2 separate regions of the Gossypium hirsutum genome follow, and region 1 is linked to region 2. The links are chromatin contacts, called in public Hi-C maps. All regions are on one chromosome and are shown on one strand. The core of a region is the stretch at or near the end of the contact, and the rest is flanking DNA. Distances in the headings are between cores, read along the strand shown. Region 1 holds the start of LOC107926661. Region 2 holds the start of LOC107926590 (ketol-acid reductoisomerase, chloroplastic).

What was found. A called contact is a pair of places that touch in the nucleus more often than the background predicts.
Region 1: a Hi-C map of leaf shows a contact between it and region 2, with 5 times the contacts expected there. The contact joins the promoter of LOC107926661 here to the promoter of LOC107926590 in region 2. A contact is called at or near these places in 9 of 34 Hi-C or Micro-C datasets (callus, hypocotyl, leaf and 1 more).

Annotation. Positions count from the first base shown.
Region 1 is chrA07:8,050,490-8,054,403 of Gossypium_hirsutum_v2.1, forward strand. It overlaps LOC107926661, which reads right to left and starts at 2,585. Exons shown (of 2, transcript XM_016857553.2): 1 at 2,367-2,585; 2 at 1,829-2,281. The coding sequence starts at 2,517. The coding sequence ends at 2,061.
Region 2 is chrA07:7,902,253-7,906,236 of Gossypium_hirsutum_v2.1, forward strand. LOC107926590 (ketol-acid reductoisomerase, chloroplastic) reads left to right here and starts at 2,101. Exons shown (of 10, transcript XM_041117465.1): 1 at 2,101-2,338; 2 at 2,405-2,497; 3 at 3,060-3,125; 4 at 3,564-3,674; 5 at 3,827-3,984. The coding sequence starts at 2,255.

The DNA.
Region 1 (3,914 bases), core at 1,335-3,834, 150 kb after region 2:
AAAAACTAATAATATATTTGAAAGGTCATATCTTTAAAATATTTAAATATTTTATACTATTTAAAATATATATTTAATATTTAAAAAATAAATTCAAAAATATATATTTAAAATTTTAAAAAATAAATTCAAAAATATATATTTAAAATTTTAAAAAATAAATTCAAAAATATATATTTAAAATTTTAAAAAATAAATTCAAAAATATATATTTAAAATTTTAAAATTAATATTTAAAAATAATATTTAAAATTTTTAAAAATATATATTATAAAACATTTCAAATATATATTTCAAATTTTTTAAAATTAATAACAAAAAAATAAAATAAATAAACAAAATAAACAAAATAAAATAAAATAAGACAAAAATTAGAGAAAAAGACAAAAGTTAAAAAAAGTAAAAAATAAAAAAAGAAAGAAAGAAGGTGGCGTGGTGTAAGGTATGGTGACGCCATTTAAATTGACTGTACCAAAAAATAGAAAATTATTTTGAAATTCTCTATTTTTTAAAAATTATAGTATTTTTATTATATTTATACAGGTGACGCCATTTTACATGGCTCTACTAAAAAATTAATTTTTTTATATTCTCTGTTGACGTGACAAGTTAGTAGCGCCATATAATTTAGCTCCACCAACTTTTACCTTAAATTTCAGATATTTTAATATTTAATTAAAAAATAAATTATTTTAATAATTAATTAATTTTTTTAGTTATTTTTATAAAAAAACCTTGAAGCATGACCATTGAGGTGGTGCTGCAAAAGCAGCCTCGCAGATTCTGACAGCAGAGACACGTCTTTTCTTTTGCATGGGAATGGATGTGAAAGGAAAGAGACATGTAGGGATAGCCGTGTTACAGTTGTCAGGAGGAGCTCCTTTCTCTTCCAGACAAGACACAGCACTATTTTGGACTACAATTTCCTAAACCCTGCTTGGGCCTTTTCAATTGGGGAATGATTTGTTGAAAGAGAAGGTCAGCCCACAATGCTAGTCTCACTTTGTTTTTAGGGGAATACCAAAATCCACGCCACCCGAGAAACAACCTCATAATGTAAGAGTTTCAACTTTTACATGGATTGGCTGGCTTCATCCTTGAATCATGGAACAATTTAAAGGTCTTAGTTGATGAATAGAATACCAACCGAAAGAGTATTATGAAAAATTCTGTACAAGATGTCAAAATGCATGTCTTTTTTATAAGTAAATTAAGATTATATTAAAATTCTTTCTAAGAAACACTTTTGAAGTTAAAATATTACTAAATAATATACTTTTTTAGAGAAAAATACTTTTTAAACCCCAAAAATGCTTTTAACATAAACAAAAAATTTTAACTTCTCTTCAAAAGTATTTTTTATCCCAAAAATACTTTTTAAAAGCAATGCTAGATTAGCTCTTAATCTCTTTACATTAGATTAGAGACCAAACTAAAATTTTTATTCATTCTATTAATAAAAACTGGTGCAGTTGACAAAATAATTAAGTAGTTACATGTGCACCTCATTTTAACATATGAGAAATAATTTTTAATAATAGAAATAATTACAATTTTTAATAAAAAGATTAATTTACTCTTTACTTTAATATACGTAGATTAATTTATTCATTTAAAAAAACAAAATATAATCTAAAGAAAGCATTTTTAGGAAAATCAGCATATTTTCAGACATCCCCGACCCTATTGAACTCAAGGATAGAGTAGTGGGACAGCTTTCCCAAGGGCTTTTCTATCTTCACCACAGTATTAAGAATATATCACTGAACATCTTCAATACACCATTAATCAAACCAATCAATTGAATACATCTTCAATGCACTATTAATAAAATTAATCAATTGAATCAATTAAATTAAAAATTGATCACAATAAATTTACTAACAAACATTCTGCGTTACTTTTGCTAACAACCACTAAAGAAATAAACAGCAGAATTCTAGGAAAATAGAATAAAATTGCCCTACTCTCTTGATCATTTCAAGTATAAACGATTAATATCTTCATATATTGTTTCATAAGATATGATCATCCAGATAATGCACCTTTCTGACCTACAATTAGTCTCCATCAGTACCAGAAGAGTCGGTCAAATCAGAATCGAATTCTAGATCGTCAGCATCATCTAGAGGCTGTTTCCATTCACCGCGAATCTCTTTCATCAATTCATCATCACTTTCCTCATGTTTCCCTGACAACTTCCTCTTCAGAATCCCTTCAAAGATTGAAGGCATAGCATCTTCATCGCCATCAAGGAACTTCTGTATTCGCCTTTTCAGCTCTGCAAGAATCCAATTTTGCAAAACGTTACTATTCCTAAAGTACCTCGTGAATTAACCAGAGACTAAGTTGGAACATTGGTTTACCTTTGTTACTAACGTCGTCGTTGTCGTCGCCGTTGGTAGAGTAGAACCTGATTTGAGAGCGAGTCAAAGCGGCGAGTGGGTAGGACGAGGGCTGCTTGGAAAGTATGAGGTTTAGCAGAGGATAGTTTAATCTGCAACCAAAAAAGGACATCTCCAAGCAGAGCTTCTTTCAATTTAGGGTTTTATTAAATAAAGTAGTATTATCTTATACACCCTATCAATTTATCGGTTTTCAGTTCAGTTTGGATTTAATTAAATAAAATTATTTATATTATATAAAAATTTAAAATTTATTAAAAATTTATAAAATTTGCTTCAATAATTTATTCCTGACTCAATCGATTTAGAACAGTTCACTTGAAAATCAATTTAACTTTTTTTTTTATCAGCATAGCAAATGGTTCTTAACTTAATTGATACGGTCGATTGATCTAATTCTAACAATAATGCCAAAAACAAATCTAGCATAATGTCATTTGTTGCATTAGGCATAAATGTGTCAATTAAAGTTGATATTTTAAGGGTTTGACTTTGAAGTTGTCACCTTCAAAGATTGACTTTCACTTTAGAAAATGAAAGTTAATGTAAATGTACCGACTTCAAAATTTAAACTATATCGCTAAATAATTTTAGTACTTAATTATTTTGTAAATTAAAATTTTAAACTAATATATATGGTTTAAAAAGTGGATTAAATAAGAACAAGAAAAAGGAATTGTGAGAGAGTTGAATTATTATGTCTCTTTTAGGGTGATATCGGTTCGGTTCGATCAGATTTTTTAATTTTTTTGAACTGTCCATCATAATTTAGTTTGACTCAGTTTGATTATCGATTTTTTCATATTAATTTTTTGCTTTGATTTTTTAGATTTATTTTGATAAAATGAAATTTATTTTATGGCTTTTGAATATTTTTGAGAAAATTTTAAGATTTTTCGCATAAAATATTTCTCAAAAACATTATTTTTTCAACAACTTTTGAATTATTTTAACTAATTTAAATATAAAATATTTATTTTTATATAATAAAAATTAAAATCAATTATATATTAAATAAATAATAATAACAAAATTTATTACCAAATATATCAGTTTGAGTCTATTTTCGATTTCAATCACTACAACCTTGTATTTTCTTAGATTCCTTTGATGTTTCTTTCCTTGGTTTTGATAGGGTAGTGTTAAGGATCCTATAGATTTGTGTGGGCTGACCTTCTCTTTCAACAAATCATTCCACGATTGAAAAGGCCCAAACAGGGCTTAGGAATTTGTAGTCCAAATGGTGATGGGTCTTGTCCGGAAGAGAAAGGAGCTTGTCCTGACAACTGTATTACTGCTATCCCTACTTGTCCCTTTCCTTTCGTATTCATTCCCATGCAACAGAGAAGACGCGTCTCTGCTGTCAGAATCTGCAAGGCTACCACTTTTGCAGCACCACCTCAACGGTCATGCTTTAATGTTCACTCCTCTCACTCTTGCTTTTCAACTATTTGCTTTATTTCTACTAACCTAATCTCTATTTTGTCCCGCCTCGTACTCCCCATTAAT
Region 2 (3,984 bases), core at 851-3,350:
TACTAAATATTTGAATCTTACATTCTAGCTAAATGAATTAAATCTTACATTCCAACTAAATGAATCAAAGAATGTAATCTTACATTCCACCTGTAATTTTACATTCCTGTTATTTAAAATTCAACGAACCAAACACCCCAAACTGTAATTCATTCCTCATGAATTTATTACTCTAAAGGCTCATGAAAATAATGAGAAAATTAACACTTATTTAGTGTAAGTGTGAGTGTGAGATATAAAAGTGTTCTTTAGTCAATATGATAAAACATAAATTTTTTCTTAAAAATTCATTATTACCCTATAAATTTAATCACTTTTTAAAATAAATCAAATTATATAAATGCAAACTATTGTAAATGTTGTTTATTAATAATGACCCCACATCTTATATTAATATGTTTGATTAATTTTATATATGAATAATTCTTTTCAAATTACAATTCTTAGTTATTGTATAATTTTTTTTTTTGTTCCAAACAAATTTCTTAAACTGTGTGCAGAACAATAAAAAAAATATTGTACATCACAAAATACTATTTTCAATATATAATATAAGTTTTTTTTTCTTTTTTGGAATGGAGTGATTCTTCTTATACCTTTAAATACAACAATTGCACATTTGAATTATATAATATTAGAAATCAAAAGTTTATATAATATATTTTTGCATTCAAATTTTGAAGTAAATAATTATACTTTTAATATTGAATAATGTTAGTATTGATACAATATATAAATGTTAATGGTTAAAGTTATTATTATATCAATTTTAAAAGTTGCCAAATTATTTTTTTTTAGTAATTTAATAGTTGATGACCAAAAAAAGAAAAATTCAAATAGTTAATTAATCATTTTGTAACTTTTTATAGTTGAACGAACATAAAAAAAATACTAATAGTTAGATGACTACCGATGTAGTTTATCCATTTTATAATTACATTTGAATTGTTTCATGTCTAAATAATATGATTAGTTAATTTTATGTGTGTTAAAATTTTGAGAAATTACAATTGTTTTGGTGACTAATTTGAGAGAGAAATATTTTTGGAAAAATGATTGAGTAGAAGAATGTGAAATGAAGTTACAAGATGCAGAATGTGAATATTAGTAGGCATGATTTTGAGGAAAATATCCTTTGTGCGTCTATACTAACTCCTTGGCATTGTTGAGGTGGGCCACCAATCTCCCCGCAAATACCTTCAGCATGTCTATCAGCTACCACTTTCAGATATGTGAAAATGTGATCTTTCTCAAAATCATTTCTTTTACATTTACTTGTCTACAATGAGAGGTTCATCCAAGCTGATTTCAATGCAAACTTGCCCCATTTTGCCTATCCTTGCTACAACAAACCAAGGGCCCTACTTCAACGCATTTTCCTCTCTTCCTCACAGAGAAACTCCATTGTCCTACGTCTATTCCTCAAGCTTGAATGAATCTACCTTCTTGCCAAAACCTTAACTAAACTAAACAATGAAAACACCCAAAACTCTAAAATAATTGGACGACAAAAAGGGCAACATTGATTATTTTATAATTAAATATAATTATTTATGGTAAAAACCAAGATTTTTCACATGTTTACCATTACTTCTCGTTTATGGGTAATTTAATTAGAATTTTGATTGTAGGCACAATATTTCTTTTTCTTTTCTTTTTTTTTTCCCTAAATACTGATGGTTGACAATTTTATTATTCACCATTGCGTTACATTTGATACAGTAGCGCCTACTAAAGCCGAAAGTTGCAGAGGGCAGGGCTGGCCCACCTCAGAAGCTTACTTAATATTATAATTAATAACCTTCGTTAATACAATTTATTATTACATAAATTTAAAATAAATAATAAAATCAAAGTTTATTATTTAGGTTTACTAACGGAACAGAACATTTGGATTGATATGAAAGTATCGAAATAAAAGTTCATGTACATTTTATATCTTTTTAAAAATTTAATCCTTATTATTTAAATTATATTGCTATCAAATAATAATTATTTTATTTTAAAAAGTGATACTAACAAATTAATAATAAAAGAAAAACAAACTTAAAAAGATTAAATTTGTAGACTAAATTCCAAATGCTTGTGCCCCCTTTTTGCTAAAGCTCAATATTTGGCGCCTACTTACTTCACTGCTCTCTCTCCCTCAATTTCCTCCAAAACTTTAATTTAGGTTTCTTGACGTCCATTTTCAGTTTTTTTGAGTCCTCTCATACCAACTACACTGACTATTCATAATTGCTGCGACTCAGCTATGGCCTCCCAAACCCACATATCTCTCGATTTCCAAACTTGTGTCTTTAAGAAAGAGAAAGTCTCCCTCGCTGGTCACCACGAAGTGGGTTTTTTTTTTTTTTTGTAATCTCATTTCGAGAGCTTATTGATTTGGGTTTTTTTTTTATAGTACATTGTGAGAGGAGGAAGAGATTTGTTTAAGTTGCTGCCTGATGCTTTCAAAGGGATTAAGCAGATTGGTGTTATTGGCTGGGGCTCCCAGGTACCAAACCAAACCCCCAGAATTTTATTTTTATCATTTTTTTTGTCTTAGGCTTTATTTTCGTTTTATTTATATATGGCCATTTATGACTTCTCCACTCTTGTATATATATTAGACATTGCAATTCGTGTATGCATGGAGTAAATATAAATATTATTTTATCCTGGAATTGAATTATAAAATATTTGGTGTAATTTTATTTTGTATTCATTTATAATTCCATCATTTTGGAAAAAAAAAATTCATTTGATGGCCTCTAAATTTGCCTCTGGTTTGATGGCATCGTGTGCGTTGTGTTATGTTATATAGCTTTTGGTTTATTAAGCAAGTGGTATCCATGTATTGTTGTATAAAAATACTTTGCATCTTCACTCAACTAAAGAAAGAAATGGTATTTTGCTTCTTGTAATAGATATTGTTGCCCCAGCAACATGGGTTGCTGTTTATATCTTTCATATTCTTCATTATGGTTTCATGAAGTACCCCTTTGTTCAATGTATATCGGAATGTAAGTAGAGGGATAAAATCTCCAACTTACTAACTGCTAACAAACTTCTTTCAGGGACCTGCTCAAGCTCAAAATTTAAGGGATTCTCTTGCTGATGCAAAATCTAATATCATTGTCAAGGTGATCTCTTTAGTTCAGTTACGTTGTTATCAGCAATTCAAATAGCGGAAGAAAATGGTTGTGAATATAAATCACAACAATAGCGGCGCATAATGGCCGCAAGAATAGCGACAATAACATCCCGCTATTCTCATTTTCTGGCTTTCATAACGTTAAAGGAAAAAAGATGGCGTTTTAAGCTGGAAAGAAAATAAATTAATGTTACTCAAATTCTTAAACATTTCAAGCTTTAGCCTTTTTACGTGTTTTAAGTTTTGGTTTTTTAGGTGCACCTGCTAAAAAAACCTAGAATGTTAAAATAGAAAATAGAAAAAATTTTATAATACGTACAAAAATTTAATGGTTTTATTTTTTATTTATTTTAGAGATGTAGGCATTTACATTTATAAAATATAATATAATATTTTTGAGAAATATTTAAATAATATAAAATTACAGGTTGGACTCAGGACCGGTTCTCCTTCTTTTGCTGAAGCTCGCGCTGCTGGGTTCTCTGAAGAAAATGGCACTTTGGGTGATATGTGGGAAACTATTTCTGGAAGTGATCTTGTATTACTCTTAATTTCTGATGCTGCATAGGTTTGTTTCAATATAATATTTCTTTTGGCTAAACTACTAATGAAAATAACTGGTTGGTCATTGGTCTTACTAATTATATGATTTTTCTTGCGCAAAGAATTGAATTCTATGTGATTTTGCAGGCTGACAATCATGAGAAGATATTCTCCCACATGAAACCCAATAGCATCCTTGGGCTTTCCCATGGCTTTCTTCTTGGACACTTGCAATCAATGGGCCTTGATTTCCCAAAGAACATTAGTGTAATTGCTGTGTGTCCTAAAGGAATGGGTCCATCTGT